Regions from separate parts of the Mus musculus genome. Here all the other regions are linked to region 1. The links are chromatin contacts, called in public Hi-C and promoter capture Hi-C maps. All regions are on one chromosome and are shown on one strand. Each heading gives the region's core, a stretch centred on a gene start, on an enhancer-like site or on the middle of the called end of the contact. The rest is flanking DNA. Distances are from core to core; before and after follow the strand shown. Region 1 holds the start of Chl1 (cell adhesion molecule L1-like). Region 2 has its middle 170 kb from the start of Chl1. Region 3 has its middle 140 kb from the start of Chl1.

Region 1 (4,605 bases), core at 1,391-3,890:
TCTTTAAAACTGATTTAAAGCTAGTTGCCTAATTGGGGTGGGGTATTAGCATACAGATACCAGCACGTTGTGCATGATGTGATTTCCTGTTGCACAATGCCAGATACATAAAACGTATACAACCATGAGGCACTTGCAAGGAAGGAAAGGATCCTGTGAGTGTGAACACAGAACAGTCTGGAAAAGAATGTGTTTAATCTTCATAGTCTTCTGCATTTTCTGAAAGAGAGTCTAGTCAGCTGCCACAAACTGTACCCCCAGCTCCCTAGTAAGGGCACCTCATGCATTAGATGACAGTTACTCCGGAGCATCCACGTGATGACGGGAGGGCAGACTTTGCCATTAGGAGAGGTGAATGTATTGGAGCACGAAAGACCATGAGAGGGAAGATCTAGGTATATATTAGACTCTATAGCCAAGTTAAATCTGGAAAGCAATAGGTCGATGTTATCACAAAGGGACTGAAACTGAGACAAGCCCAACTGCACCATAAACAGGTGAGAGGTGGAGCTCAGATCCTACAAACAAAATTATGGGGGAGGGGCGAAACTGGATTCTCTTGTGATCAGTGGTTTTCCCTGGGCAGCTTTCTAAGCTCTGTCCAGCACTGGACTCGGAGCTAATCTGCTAAGAACTGCTCAGGTTTTCTTTCTCAATCTGCTGCAAACCAGATTTACGAGTGGAACAGAGTATCAATAAATTTAACAAATGTCATTTTCTAAAATTAGATAACACAGAATTTTGCCCTCAATAAAAGTGCCGAGAAAGGACAATCTACCGTATCTAATTAATTTGCGTATTAATTATAACAGCAGCACCACCAACAACAACTAACTTCTGGATAATTATTTCTCATCAGAGAAGGAGGGTAAACTGTCTGCTTGGATAACCTCACTCCAATCTTCCAACTCAAAATGGGATGAATTGATACCCATTAGTAAGAGAGAAACTGAGACACAGAATAAATAACTACTCTAAGCCACACATTCCAGAGTAGATAGGGCTGGAACTCACAGCCAGGCGCGCGCTCCAGCGCTCTACCTTGATGTACCTCCAAGAGTTACCTAGGTCAGCACCCACGCGCACGCGCAAATCTCCCACTATTTCCAGCAGCGGGAGCGCGCTGTGGTGCACACGCCTTCCGCTGGCTGCTACCAGCCAGCTCTTCTCAGTTCTGGCCTGCGGGGCGGTATTGATCTCCTTTCTCCCCAGGCAGAGTCGGAAGCTCCTTCCCCGCCCAGCCGCTCAGTGCCACGCACACCTGCTCGTGCTTGCTGGCTACTCGCACTCCCCGCCCATCCTCTCAACCCGACCGCAGACCACCCACCCAGCTCCCTCGCTGCTTTGGTCTCCAATACCTGAATCATGGTGCCGCTGCTCCTCCCGCCCCAGATTTTTCACAGGAATTCCTCAGCTCTGCCCCTCGCTGAGAAAGTGAGGTTCTTCTCAGCCAAGGGACCCAGGGATGAAGACAGCCAGGTTTCCCCAGCCTCTCGGCTCCAATCCTCTTTCTCCAAATCAATCATTTGCTCCCTGCTCTCTCCCTACGCACACTTTCACTCACGGGAGGAAAAAATAGGAAGAGACAGAGAAAGAGGATAGGAGAGGCACAAAGAGGAAAAAGGGACTGTCCGTGACTGGCATCCCTAGCTCCCGGGGCTTGGCTACAAGGGAGTCATGGCAACCGGGGGACCCCCCGACCTGCCTTCTAGCCCCCACCGTGTTCGGTTGAGATGGAGTGCTCTGCTTCTATCTTTTCCCTAAGCTGGCAGTTCACAGATCGATCATTCATTCCAAGCTGTAGGCATTTAGGGAACACCACTGCAAGCAAGATGCATCTCTAGAGACTTAACAGCTAGATAGGGAATTTGGGGCTGGGGTTAGAAAGTCTGGACCCCAACACCTATAGGGGGTTAGTGGAGAGAAATGTAGTACTTGCCCCCCACTCCCTGAAGGCTATGGTCTATGGAGGGTATGCATCCTCTCCCTAAGGTAAGGAGGCGGGCGGTGGCTATGTTGGAAGAAAGACAAATCAGCCTACCGAAGGTTGGCAGCTTGGAGGTGCAGGGGTCCCCGAAGCTTGTTTACTCCATCCACTGACCTGGAGCTGTCAAAAAATCCAGCCTTAGCCACCTGCGGCGGTGCTACGAAAGGTGGCGCCTCTTCTCAGGTTAGGGAAGGGACCTTGAGCCACTCCCATTTTGGGCAAGGACGGAACCCAGGGATGTGCACCATTTCCCTTTCATAAAGAGTTGCTCTTCTCCCAGGAGCAAGCCCTTGATTTCCTTCCACCTCCCTCAAAGAGTTGACTAAAGGGCAGATGGAGAGAGTCCCATTTCTTGTAAGGCACGCGCAAATAGACTCACCTGAGCCGCCTCTTGACATCCGATCTGTCTGGTACCTTCTCTTGGGAAAACTTCTCCTAAAGCTGGATCACTGGGGCAAAGGGGACCAACGAGGTCCAGCGCCTCTTGGAGAATCCAAGGGAGTTTCTAGTTGGGCGCTTCCCGCTGATCCACACCCCGATCTGCCCACAGAGATCCCGTCTGCCCCCTCCTGCTGTTGGCACAGGTCTCCAGAAGGCTGGACCTGTTCGAGCTTGTACCGGTATCCACGCCCTCCTGCCGGAGACGACTAGCTCGCGCCTCTTTTCTGCTGTCCCCGGGATCTGCTCTGCCACCCTCACCCACACGGCTTCTTTTCCCTCCCTCTTACACACACTCCCTTGGGACAAGAGGCAGCTACAGGCTTGAGACTTTGGTTTTATGAAAAGCGAGGGACAAAGAGAAAACTTTGCTTGTCATTTTTAACATCTCTAAGCCCTCAAAGAGACAGGGTAGCTGCCGGGTTCGCCTTGCCACTGAGAAACCGAAAAGAAACCCCTCCCCTCTGCTCCCTGGTCCACCCTCCTCTGTCCACATTCCACACACAGGCTCCCAGTCTCTTTTACCCTTTGCTGTATGGCTGAGGGGTGTGGTACCTTGTACCACTTTTTTTTTTTTTTTCTTAAAGTCTTGCCGGTTTTGCTTCTTTATTTAGGAGGGCGATGGGACTTGCAATTTAATTTACAAAAGAACCATCTCCATTAGCTGTCAAATCAGTGCAGGCATAAATTTAAAAAGCTCTTCTACTGTTATCTAATGTACAATTTGTGCCCCACTACCATCTGGACTTCTCCAGATTGATCAGTGACGTTTTCCTATTTACTCTCTATTAATACAGCGCTATAGAATACAAGCTTTCCTTGCTTATTCCCAGCGCCAAAGCCCACTCCTGATGTTGTATGTATCTCTTTTTACCAGCAAACATGATGTTTGTTTTAGGGGTGCAGTAAAGAGGGGCTACAAACTTTGGCAATCTAACTGGTGAGCACACTCTTTCATTATTTTTTTTCTTCCACACATTGATGATACTTTCGAAAATGTTCATACAATGTTGCTTTAAAAAAAAAATCCTGTTGCATGTAAGTGCTCTTTGACAGTAATGGAATTACTGACTTCTAACTTTTACTCCACGGAGGTTTGATCTTACAGTCTTGTCTTGTTCTCATCTAGTGCACTAAACAATGAGGACATTTATGGCTCTGTGCTATCCTCAGAGTTGGATGTCATGACTGGGATCAACAAGAAGGACGGAGACTTGGGATTCTGCCTCAGAAGCAGTTACATCAAATGTTTTGAAATGAATAAATGGGCCTTTCCATGTTCATAATTTCTAACCTTGAGGGCTCAAGGCTGTTAGTTCGTGTGTGGGCACAATTCCTACTGACTGTGCTGGCATATTAGAAATGCAAGTGAGGGCAGGATGTGTCCTAGGTTTAAACTGTGCTACTGGAGTGATTCCTCTGCCGGAGGCATCATTATTCATGCGGCATGTTTTCTAAAGTAGAAACAAAGGAAACTGAAATAAATTCCAACAAGGAAAATACTGAGCCTGTAGGAAACCATTTCCAAGATTTAGGAGCCCCAGGAGAGATACAAAGCCAAGTTGGTCTCAAATTTACCACTTTCTGGGGTGGCATTTCCTGGGCAAAAGAAACAGAAAACTCTATTTTGGCCAGAGAAACACAGAACCTTTAAAGACTCAGCTTTCTCTTCACTGGCATTTGTTTTATGGACACATTAAGATCAATAGATTGATGGGCAGAATATAGGAAAATGTGTGCAGCTAGCTAGGTATATGGGTAGGTAGGTAGGTAGATAGATAGATAAATACAGAGATAGATAGATAGATAGATAGATAGATAGATAGATAGATAGATAGATAGAAAGAAAGAAAGAAAGAAAGAAAAATAAGCACGCAGATTTGAAGAAAGGGGAGAGATACAGACATTTCCCAGTTTTCTCTGTGTTAATAAACACTGGAGAAAGTCAATGAAGAAGATCATATCTATCTTTTAGAGTTAAATGTCCTAAACTATATTAGATAATACTAAGGCACAATAGCCTGAAATATAAATAAAGTGTGAGTCTTTCATAAGGATTTTCTTTATGAGCGCACACACACACACACACACACACACACACACACACACACACGCTAGTTCTGAGCCTCTGATATCGAAGAAACCTGCATATAGATTAGAAATATTAATAGTTGCCTGTG
Region 2 (4,605 bases), core at 583-3,082, 170 kb after region 1:
TTATGGATGAGGGAGCAAAGGAGTAGAGTTGTCCAATGGCTATCAAATTGTAATGGAAGAAGATCTGATGGGTGCTGATGTGTGTTGACCATAGATGACCTCAACCTTCTGGACATTTTGAGGAGCAAGAAGAGACCAAGAATGGCTCTTAATGACACACTTACAAAGCATGTATGTGTCAAAAATTTTGAAAAAACAAAACAGAAGAGGCTCAATGATAAGCACCGAGTCAGACAAAGATAGATATAGAAGATAGGGAAACATAATAACGAAGTATAATGGCATATGTGCAATGAAAATGTCACAAGGAAACGTCTAGGTGCTAGCCTGAAAGTTAATTTAAAGAACAGGGTGTGATAACAATTTTCAATGTGTTTAGTCTCACTAAGCCATTACTCATCACATAACAAAGAATCATGTTTGCTTGTAAGTATATACCATCTGAGATTTTCATTTGCTTTAATTTAGTGAGATAAGTTCTGATGTAACTCATCCACACTCGCTTCAGACTTGTTTTCTGCCTAAATCAGGCCTTGACCTCTTGATCCTATTGTCTATCTTCCTAACACTAGGAGTGCAACAATATCCTCAGCTACCATTTATGACTTTGGATATTGGCTAAAATGAATTTTAAATATAAAATGTTAAGTTGGTGATGTAGCTCTGAGCTAGTCCAGCATGCAGTAAATCCTAGCTTCCATCACCAGCATCAAATAAATTCATTCGTTAAGTGATCTCCCTGAAAAATTTTAGTCTTAAAAAATAACTAATATCAAATCATACTCAGCCATCACTTGTGGGATGGGAACAACTTCATGCTCATAGCCTACTTCATTAGCACAATAATTCAATAAGAGATGGCATCTCTAATTCAGGTCTGAAGAAACAGAGCTACCTAGAAATAACCAGCTAAACCCCACACATGTTAAATTGAGTCAAGCTATAAGTCATGTAAATAGCTCTCCTTTTTCAACTATATATTGATAACCCCAGTTAGTTTTTGCTATGCCACATGACCCACAATTTTAACCATCCTTATACCAAGATACTATGTGGCAAGGTGGGCTCATGCAAAGAAAAGTAAACAGTAAACATTAATACGTAAATTTACCTATTTAATTTATTTGGATTGTTTTCCTAGGGTTTTTACACCAGCCTTTGTGTTATGGTTGTTTGTGCAATTATTATAAATTCATATGAATGTTGGTATACCAAAAATTCAATTGCACATGTCCTTGAAAATGTAATAAGCAATAAATCATGGGCCTTTCAAAAAACAGAAATAACATTTTTAATGAGTGAATAAGTCTTTCCATCGCTTGAAAATCCAATGTTCTTTTAAAAATGTATACACACATCACAAGAAAGAGGAGCACACTGAGGTCTCCTTCTGCCTTTCATCTTTTGTCTAGATATAAAAGCCTGTATAGAGTTTTACATTCAGAGTTTTTGTTTGAGTCCCCACTAGACACTAGTGGTATGGTAACACAGATAAGTTAATTAACTTTTCTAAAATTCAGGTTTTTAAAAAACACCCTCATTTCCAGAATAACACTATAAATAATATTAATTTTTTTCATGCCCTTTATTGACATCAAATGTAATTTGGTAAAAGAGGATTTTAAGTCTAATTGTGAATTAACATTCCTACCAAACCTAATAAAATTCACACAATCCATTTCTACCAATTTTATATTCATTGAGACCATGATCACTGAAAGATGTGTCCAAAGACAGGGGGACATTTCTAATCACAAGAGTGTACTGAGTCTACTCTTCAATGCTGACATTTAGAAGACATTGCTTCCATAGCAACAGTTTCAGAGATGCCCCACTGAGCAACTTTAGAGGGTAGTGTTTACGCACTCTACAAGGAAGTTTGGCCCTGAGTCATGTTTGAAAGCTCAAACTGAATGGAGCTATGAGCTGACTTTGCCTTCTTCTTTTAATCATTTATCATAAATTTAAAATTTTCTGTTACTTATCATTGCAACAATAATTTTATACTGAATAAAGCATCTACTTAGTAAACACTTTGTGTAATACATCTATATATCTATCTATATCTATATCTATATCCATATCTATATCTATATCTTCTCTCTCTCTCTCTCACACACACACAGACACACACACACATGCACACACACACACAATTTTCCTCTATCTCTTACCACCTTATCTTTTTAAGACTTATTTATTTTTACGTGTATACCTGTGGGTCATACATGTCCAGAAACTTAGAGAGGACAGAAGAAAAACTAGGATCCTCTAGAATTAGAGTTACTGGTGGCTGTGAGCTGCCTGATACAGGTACCAAAGCCAAACCCAGGTCCTCTGCAAAAGCAGAACTGCTCTTAATTAATGAGCCATCTCTCCAGACCACAACTCCACCCTTTTTAGGACAAATTCTTCTTTTGTGTGTGACAATATCTCTTATTAAACCTAGAGCTTACTATTTCTTCATCTAGACTGCCTAGATAACAAGTTCCCAGGAGCCTCCTATTTCTGCTCTTCACCCAGTATTGGCTTACAGGCAGTCAGCCATGCCCAGTTTTCTGTCTCAGCCTTCAAAATATCTGAAATTACAGGTTGTGTCACTATGCTCAATTTCCATTGACATTTTATTGGTATTTTCTTTCTTTGCAGACTCTGGGTCTTACTAGCCTTGAGGATTATCATTGTTTAAATGTCTGTACAATGCTCATAAATAGCAAATGTCACACAGTTGTAACATCCATGCAAACCAGCACCAATGCAGTAAGGTTTTGAGTCATATACTGTTCAAATTACCCCAAGTAAGAAGTAAGACAAAAAAAAAAAAAAAAAAAAAAAAAAAAAGAAGTAAGGCAGAATGCAAACTTAAGCTTATCTGTAAATCTACATCTCTCAGAGAAGAAAAGGAATTCATTCAAAATTCAAATTAGCATTAGGAAATTCTCTTTCTCCTCCTTTTTCCTAACCTGCCATCTTTTCACGGCATCCATTTCCCTTGCCGTTCCCTTCCATGGCTTCCGCTTCCTTAGCCGTCCCACACACACAGCTTGTCGGTAAGAAATTTGGGGATTGTTATATTTTGCCACCTGGCGTTTTACCGTTTCTCTTTTTCTCCTTACTCAAGCATTTTAAAGGCTTTATTTTAACTTCACGTTTGTGTGTGTGTGTGTATGAACATTTGTGAGTCACTTAACCTAGGTACTGGGAACCAAACTTGGGTCCTCTGCAAGAGCAGGATGCACATTTAACTGCTAAGCCAAATCCCCAGCCCCTCCATTCCTTGTATTTTACATACGATGTAAGAAGCAAAAGAAAGTGAACGCTTGAGGGTCAAGGGCAGGGCTTCTATTTAGCTAGAGTGGAAGGATAGAGAAAAAACATTCCTGCACTATGAACTTGACTTCTGTGTTACATAACATATGCAGACCATTTTCCCACTTTCACTGTCCGAAAACCGTGGTCTTCTCCGCCTCTTAGTCTTCAGTTCCTGTATCCAGCAAACCTGCGCTGCTGTTTGTTCATTCTGACTTGTTCTTTTCAAACTCCTCTTAACTAGAAAGAATCGATTTATGTTGCCCTTTCACATTGTAAAGGATTTGACCAGAGCTTTATCGTACACCAGAAGGAAGAAGGTACTTCAGGAACCAAATGATTGCCTAGAATGACTAGCAACCCTCCATCCTTCCATGCTTCCTGTCCAGTGCCACCAATGAGTGAGCATACTCTAAGGCATGAGACTAGAGTCAGAGTAAAGGCTCTTTCTTCAACTTCCCTCTTAATAAAGTACACATTTGCCTTCCAGTTACTTGTGTCCTGGAGCAAAGAATTGGACAGAGAAATTGACTCTATTGGTTAAGAAAGGGAAAGGCAGCTAAGAGATTAGAACTTTGCTTAAGAGCTGGGAAAGACCGGAAGCTTAAAAGCCCTGGTCAACAAACCTTGCACAGATCATTTGCATAAAACCTGCCTTCTTCCACATTTGTTGGTGGTGCTATTTTCTTGTGCGTGTTCTGTCTCTTATCGGTAGCCCCAAAGGGAAAGAATTTACACTTTTTCTGGCAACTCTCTCACTTATAGATTTATCTGGCTGCCTCTCTCTCCCTGTGTTCTCCCTCTCTCCACATTTACCGATTCATTTATTATGTGCCCAGCTTTCCTTATGTCCCCACATAGAATTAAGCACATTGCAGTGGCAGTTAAATTGAAAGAACACCTGCAATGTGCATGATTAAGTTTTCGTCAAACCTGTGGAGTTAAGAAAAGGCAAATCTTCTTAGAGAGCTGCAGACTATGTACGCTACGTGCCGAGGCAATCTCTCTGAAAATACCGGAAGAAATCCTGTTTCATTTAATTGCTTTATAATTCTTACCACACTTTTAGCTAGGATAATAAATGATCTCAAATCTCACTGTTAGTTATGATATTAAAAAGAAAAGTGTTCAGGTTTGGATTAGAGGTCAATCAAAGAGCATTACAAATCCATTATAGGACTGAATTTCTCACTTAGCTCCAACACATAATGTGCTTTGGAACCTTCTATTCTGTCTTAATTTCTATTTCCATCTGACTTATTTGGGTGTTAAATGTAAGCATAAACTATTAAATAC
Region 3 (4,605 bases), core at 753-3,252, 140 kb after region 1:
TGTTGTTCTTCATAGGATAGCATGTGAGGCTCTACCAATATTTCAAGAAGTGCCTGCTCTGGATTCTGGAGTCAGCCCTCATTGCAAAGATAATTACTTAATTCATTTACTTGTTTTTATGAAGTCCCCCTTCCCATTAAGGGTCAAATTCATGAAGTGCATGGATAGCTTTGCTTCTTCTCTTTTGAATTATACTCAGGACACCTTGCAAAGAGCCAAGAACATAGTAGGAATTCAGTTGACATTTTCTGAGTTAATATTCAAGTAAATGGTGACCCCTTACTTGAAAAACAGAACTCATTGTTCAATTTATTCACAGAACTTTACCTAGTGACTCAAGCCTAATAGTCCCAGAATTCTCTTATTTGCAGTCTACTAGGCTGAATAAGTGGTGTATACTATCATTCACAATTGCCTGTTTTTACAGTAGTTAAAAAAATTACCTTATATAAAGATATTCAAATAGTGGACCTATGTTAAGTGCCTACATTACTTGACACTCAGGACATTTGATTGGACAACAATAGCTATTGGTGTTCAATACATGACAATAGCACCTAGATGGCCTCAAATATCAACTCCACTATAACCAAGCTCTGACTTGAATTGAGACTGTTTTCATCTGGTTCACATTCTTCAACTGAAGAATATGAATAATAATTTAACCTTCTTTGTAATAACATAGTAACAAAAAGTTCACAGGTTGATATCAAGGGTTATAAGACAGCCAGGCATAATGGTGTATTCCTCTAGTTTACTTGGGGGGCAGAGGTAGGTGGATCACTTGATGGTCAAGGCCAGCCTGGTCTACATAGCAAGTTGCAGGACTCTGTTCACTACACAAGGAACACTGCACTCCCACCCCCTCAACACACACACCAAAAGAGCTTAAACTCATGTCCGACATAATATATATTTTGTAACAGACATTATTTCCCAACAGTAAATGCATTAAACTGAAGCCTGGAAGGCTTGCTGTAATAGCAGCGGAAACAGGAGTGGAATTAGGTTCATAAGGCAATTTTAATGTATAAGAGCAATATGGGTTTCTTCAATTAATGCATTAATCGATTCATAATGTCAGAAATGGAGCCTGTGATAATACAAAGAAAGTAGGAAGCACTGAGATTTCTGAATGTCCTAAGACTTTGAAAGGAAGGTGAATTTTGACAGAATGGATAGGGACTGGTGTGACTTGGTAGGTCTGCAGGCAGTAGTCAAATCACATCAGAAATGGTATGTAGCAATGCCAGGATGGTTTTATGCTACAAAGATGTTGGCACGGAAAATTTTACACATTCGTATGAGGGAACCTTGGGAAGGAAAAGGTGTTATGGAGAGAAAGGTGTCACAGGTTCCCGCAACTCCGCGAAGACGCCTCATCTGCTACACATAGCATTTTGCAACTTCTCAAAGACGCCTGGTCTGCTGCTCATTGCATTAAATCTAAGATGGCTCTCTGCACACCAGTGAGACAGCAAAACAGAACCGAGGCCAGGGCACTGACTGCTTCTCCGGTTTTCAAGGAAGTCCTCACAGATGAAAATACTCCCCCTACAACTGCTGAGATACCTCAATAGGTGGGGCTTTCATTGGATTTTTGGAGCATGTGACAGTGTGGAGAGATGCAACTGGTCAAAGATTTAGGGGCTTGGGCTTGGTTCAAAAGCTGTATATAAGCTTATGAGCCGAGCAATAAACTCAGATCTGCACCTTGATGCTTGACTCCACAGTCGGATTTCCCAGGGATTTGTCACATGACTCCGTGATCTCTCACCCCACATCCTCTGCCCTGTTCCCTCACATTCTAAAATAATTCTTCACAGGAATAAAAAATATGCAGAAGCATCGAACATTAAACGTGCAGATTACATCATCCACGAGGGCGTATGTTTCATTAAGTGTTTCTTCATAATAGAGATTCTGGAATCAGAATGGATCAGGTTGCGGACTCACTCCCAGTTACATACTTGGGTTCACTGGATCTAGAGTCAGGCTGCGAAGCTGGCAGAACCAGTTTGTAGGTGATATTGGCAGTCAGGAGCCTGATCTTTTGCAATTATTTCCTCTCTGCTTCCATCCAAGAGTACTTCCGAAAGACTCAAAAGGAATTTAATTGTCTCACTCTAACATTTCAGCCAACTGAAAGGGAAATCTTGTCTGAGTATTTGTAACAGCATGAAGCCCATTAAAAGTACAAGACTGAGAGAGGAAATCAGCTTTATTCAAGAAAGCTTTTTTTAAAGACTTGAGGACACCAAGTAAATGAATCTTGGGCAACAGTAATGTCAGACACTGTTTCAATAGCAAGGACAACAGGAACATTGTGTCCTAGGAACCGAACCCCTCACCCCACTGAATCTCATAAACCAGATTCCTGATACCACACGCATCACTTTGTCTGCAGTAATGAGTGAGGTTTTAGGATCAGTTTTTACAGATGTTCTTGGTAGGCATTTTGTATTAATATTTCAGTGAAGGAAAAGGGTATGTGTGTGCAGAACTGTGTGCAAAACATGCATCATTAATAAATCATAGAAGTTTCATTCCCAACACATGTGCAAACTCACACTCCTCATGTGTCCATCGGATTTGCTGTGATTCTAAGCATTATCATTCAATATAATCAGAGGACAAGATTTGGATGGAGAAAGAGGTGAACACTTCTACAATCTCTTTATTTCGTTTTAAAAATTCTCAGCAACTATGTAATACCTTTGAGCTCACATTTATAAGCAAGTAAAATGAATGAATTAAGAGATTAATTTAAGATGATAATGTATTGAAACATTTCTACTTAAGAATAAAAAGCAAGAGGTCTATCTCTGAGCAAAACAGAGGTAAGTCAGCCTGACACATGAGTGGGGTGAAAATTGATATATGGAGCTGTCCAATTCTCTCCTATTTAAAACGAATCACTCTACAAAATGCAGAAGAAATATAGTTGAGGATGGCTATTGTGAGGCAATATGGGACAACCACAAGAACATAAATGGGTTCCAAAACCTCCTGGTTACTAGAAACTGTCCTGACAGAGTTCATTGTTTTGAAGATTATTTTAAAAGCCAGTAAGTAGCAACCAGACATGATGTCTCATTCTTACAATCCCAACTCTCTGGAGGGTTTGGCAGGAGGTCCGTAGCTAGTGTGAGGCCAGCCTAGGCTTCAGAGTGAGACTGTCTCAGATAGAGACCAACAGAGAGAGAGAGAGAGAGAGAGAGAGAGAGAGAGAGAGAGAGAGAGAGAGAGAGAGATACACATAAGCAAGGGGAGGGAGGAATGGAAGAAGGGAGGAAGCAAAATCACATATTTCCCATTGATTTTTTTACCTAGTTTTCTGAATTACTATCTTGGTGAAGAGGAGAAAAAGGTGTGTATGTGTATATGTGTGTGTGTGTGTGTGTGTGTGTGTGTGTGTGTGTGTGTGTACTGCATGTGAAACAAACTCATTCAAGGTTTATTGAGAAATATCAGAGCTCCACGTGTGTGTGTGTGTGTGTGTGTGTGTGTGTGTGTGTGTGTGTGTGTACTGCATGTGAAGCAAACTCATTCAAGGTTTATTGAGAAATATCAGAACTCCACATGGTACTGACTTTGCTCTATACATAAGGGTATGGTCAGCTCTCTAAGAGCTACAAAATAACATCCATTCATTTCCATAGAAACAAGGAGATACGTTGTAAACAAGAAGCTACCAAAAAGAAGATTCTCAGCAGGAAAATTTCATATTTCGTTTTAGAGAAACAATTTCCTGCAGTCACCACTACCCTGAAAAAGTCTTTTTAATAGTTCTTTGAGAAATCTATCTGATATGTTTTGGTCAACTTTACCCCTCCCACAACTTTACCTAAACCTATCTGGTTTTCCCCTACTCACCCAACTCTATGTCCTATTAAAGCTAAATAAACAAATGAGGTCTAATTAGTGCTGCACTGGGTGTGGTCAGCCTTCCAGAGACCATAAGCTTAAAGAAAACTGACTTGTCTCTTCTTATAGTTATCAATTACCAAGATGTACTTGTGTAGTGTTGGGACTTGAGGACAGATCACCGGCCTTCTCCATGCTTATCTGTCTTGGGCATGTTGAGGTCTCATGTATTTTGAAATATTTCTGCCACAGAACCCAGCTACACCATGCTTGGGTATATGCCTGAAGGACTCTATATCCTGCTATGTGCACATATAGGTATATGTACACCTGTGTATCCATGTTCATTGGTGTTCTATTCCCAGTAGCCAGACAATGCAATCAGCCTAGATGTCCCTCAACTGATTAATTTTAAATATTGTATATTTAATTGTTAAGAGGAAGGCAAATTCTTAAGAGGAAGGTAAAAATAGCTGTCATTTGGTTTGCACTTTGAAAATGATATAACTAAGAAGAATGTGTGGATTCAGTTTAAGTCTTTGTTCAACCTGTCCATATATTAAGAAACATCAGTTATCCATGTGTAGAGAAATATAAGATGATATTCCCAATTTGGACTTCTCTCACCTTATACATTCACATGCTGGCTCTGTTGTGTGTACAATCATATTTTTATTACCCACTGCTTATTATACAAAAGGCTCCTGCCATGTTTTGCTTTGTGTCTTTGAAGGAGTT

What was found. Promoter capture Hi-C pulls out the DNA fragments that hold promoters and counts their contacts. Hi-C and Micro-C count contacts between places; a contact is called where the count stands out from the background.
Region 2: a contact with region 1 is called in a promoter capture Hi-C map of the HPC-7 cell line. The contact joins the enhancer-like site here to the promoter of Chl1 in region 1. A contact is called at or near these places in 7 of 39 promoter capture datasets (the C10 cell line, the HPC-7 cell line, HPC-7-derived erythroid cells and 3 more), 7 of 484 Hi-C or Micro-C datasets (LSK cells, bone marrow-derived macrophages, cortical neurons and 3 more), 19 of 115 datasets of contacts at active chromatin or transcription factors (DN3 thymocytes, acute myeloid leukemia, astrocytes and 12 more) and 3 of 9 other capture datasets (adipose tissue, liver and pancreatic islet).
Region 3: a contact with region 1 is called in a Hi-C map of epidermal suprabasal cells, with 2.3 times the contacts expected there. The contact joins the enhancer-like site here to the promoter of Chl1 in region 1. A contact is called at or near these places in 2 of 39 promoter capture datasets (the C10 cell line and pre-B cells), 2 of 484 Hi-C or Micro-C datasets (epidermal suprabasal cells and nephron progenitors), 7 of 115 datasets of contacts at active chromatin or transcription factors (differentiating embryonic stem cells, embryonic forebrain, embryonic hindbrain and 4 more) and 3 of 9 other capture datasets (adipose tissue, liver and pancreatic islet).

What each region holds. Positions count from the first base shown.
Region 1 is chr6:103,508,911-103,513,515 of GRCm38.p6, reverse strand. It overlaps Chl1 (cell adhesion molecule L1-like), which reads right to left and starts at 2,640. Exons shown (of 27, transcript NM_007697.2): 1 at 2,367-2,640.
Region 2 is chr6:103,334,033-103,338,637 of GRCm38.p6, reverse strand. No RefSeq gene overlaps it. Among named protein-coding and RNA genes, the nearest start is that of Chl1, 170 kb to the left of the region's middle. Within about 2 kb of position 1,832, at least 9 of the 459 cell types and tissues checked have an H3K27ac peak or open chromatin away from gene starts, as enhancers often do. A contact at or near this core is called in the HPC-7 cell line, pre-B cells and pro-B cells, where this site is marked.
Region 3 is chr6:103,372,573-103,377,177 of GRCm38.p6, reverse strand. No RefSeq gene overlaps it. Among named protein-coding and RNA genes, the nearest start is that of Chl1, 140 kb to the left of the region's middle. Within about 2 kb of position 2,002, at least 6 of the 459 cell types and tissues checked have an H3K27ac peak or open chromatin away from gene starts, as enhancers often do. A contact at or near this core is called in epidermal suprabasal cells, where this site is marked.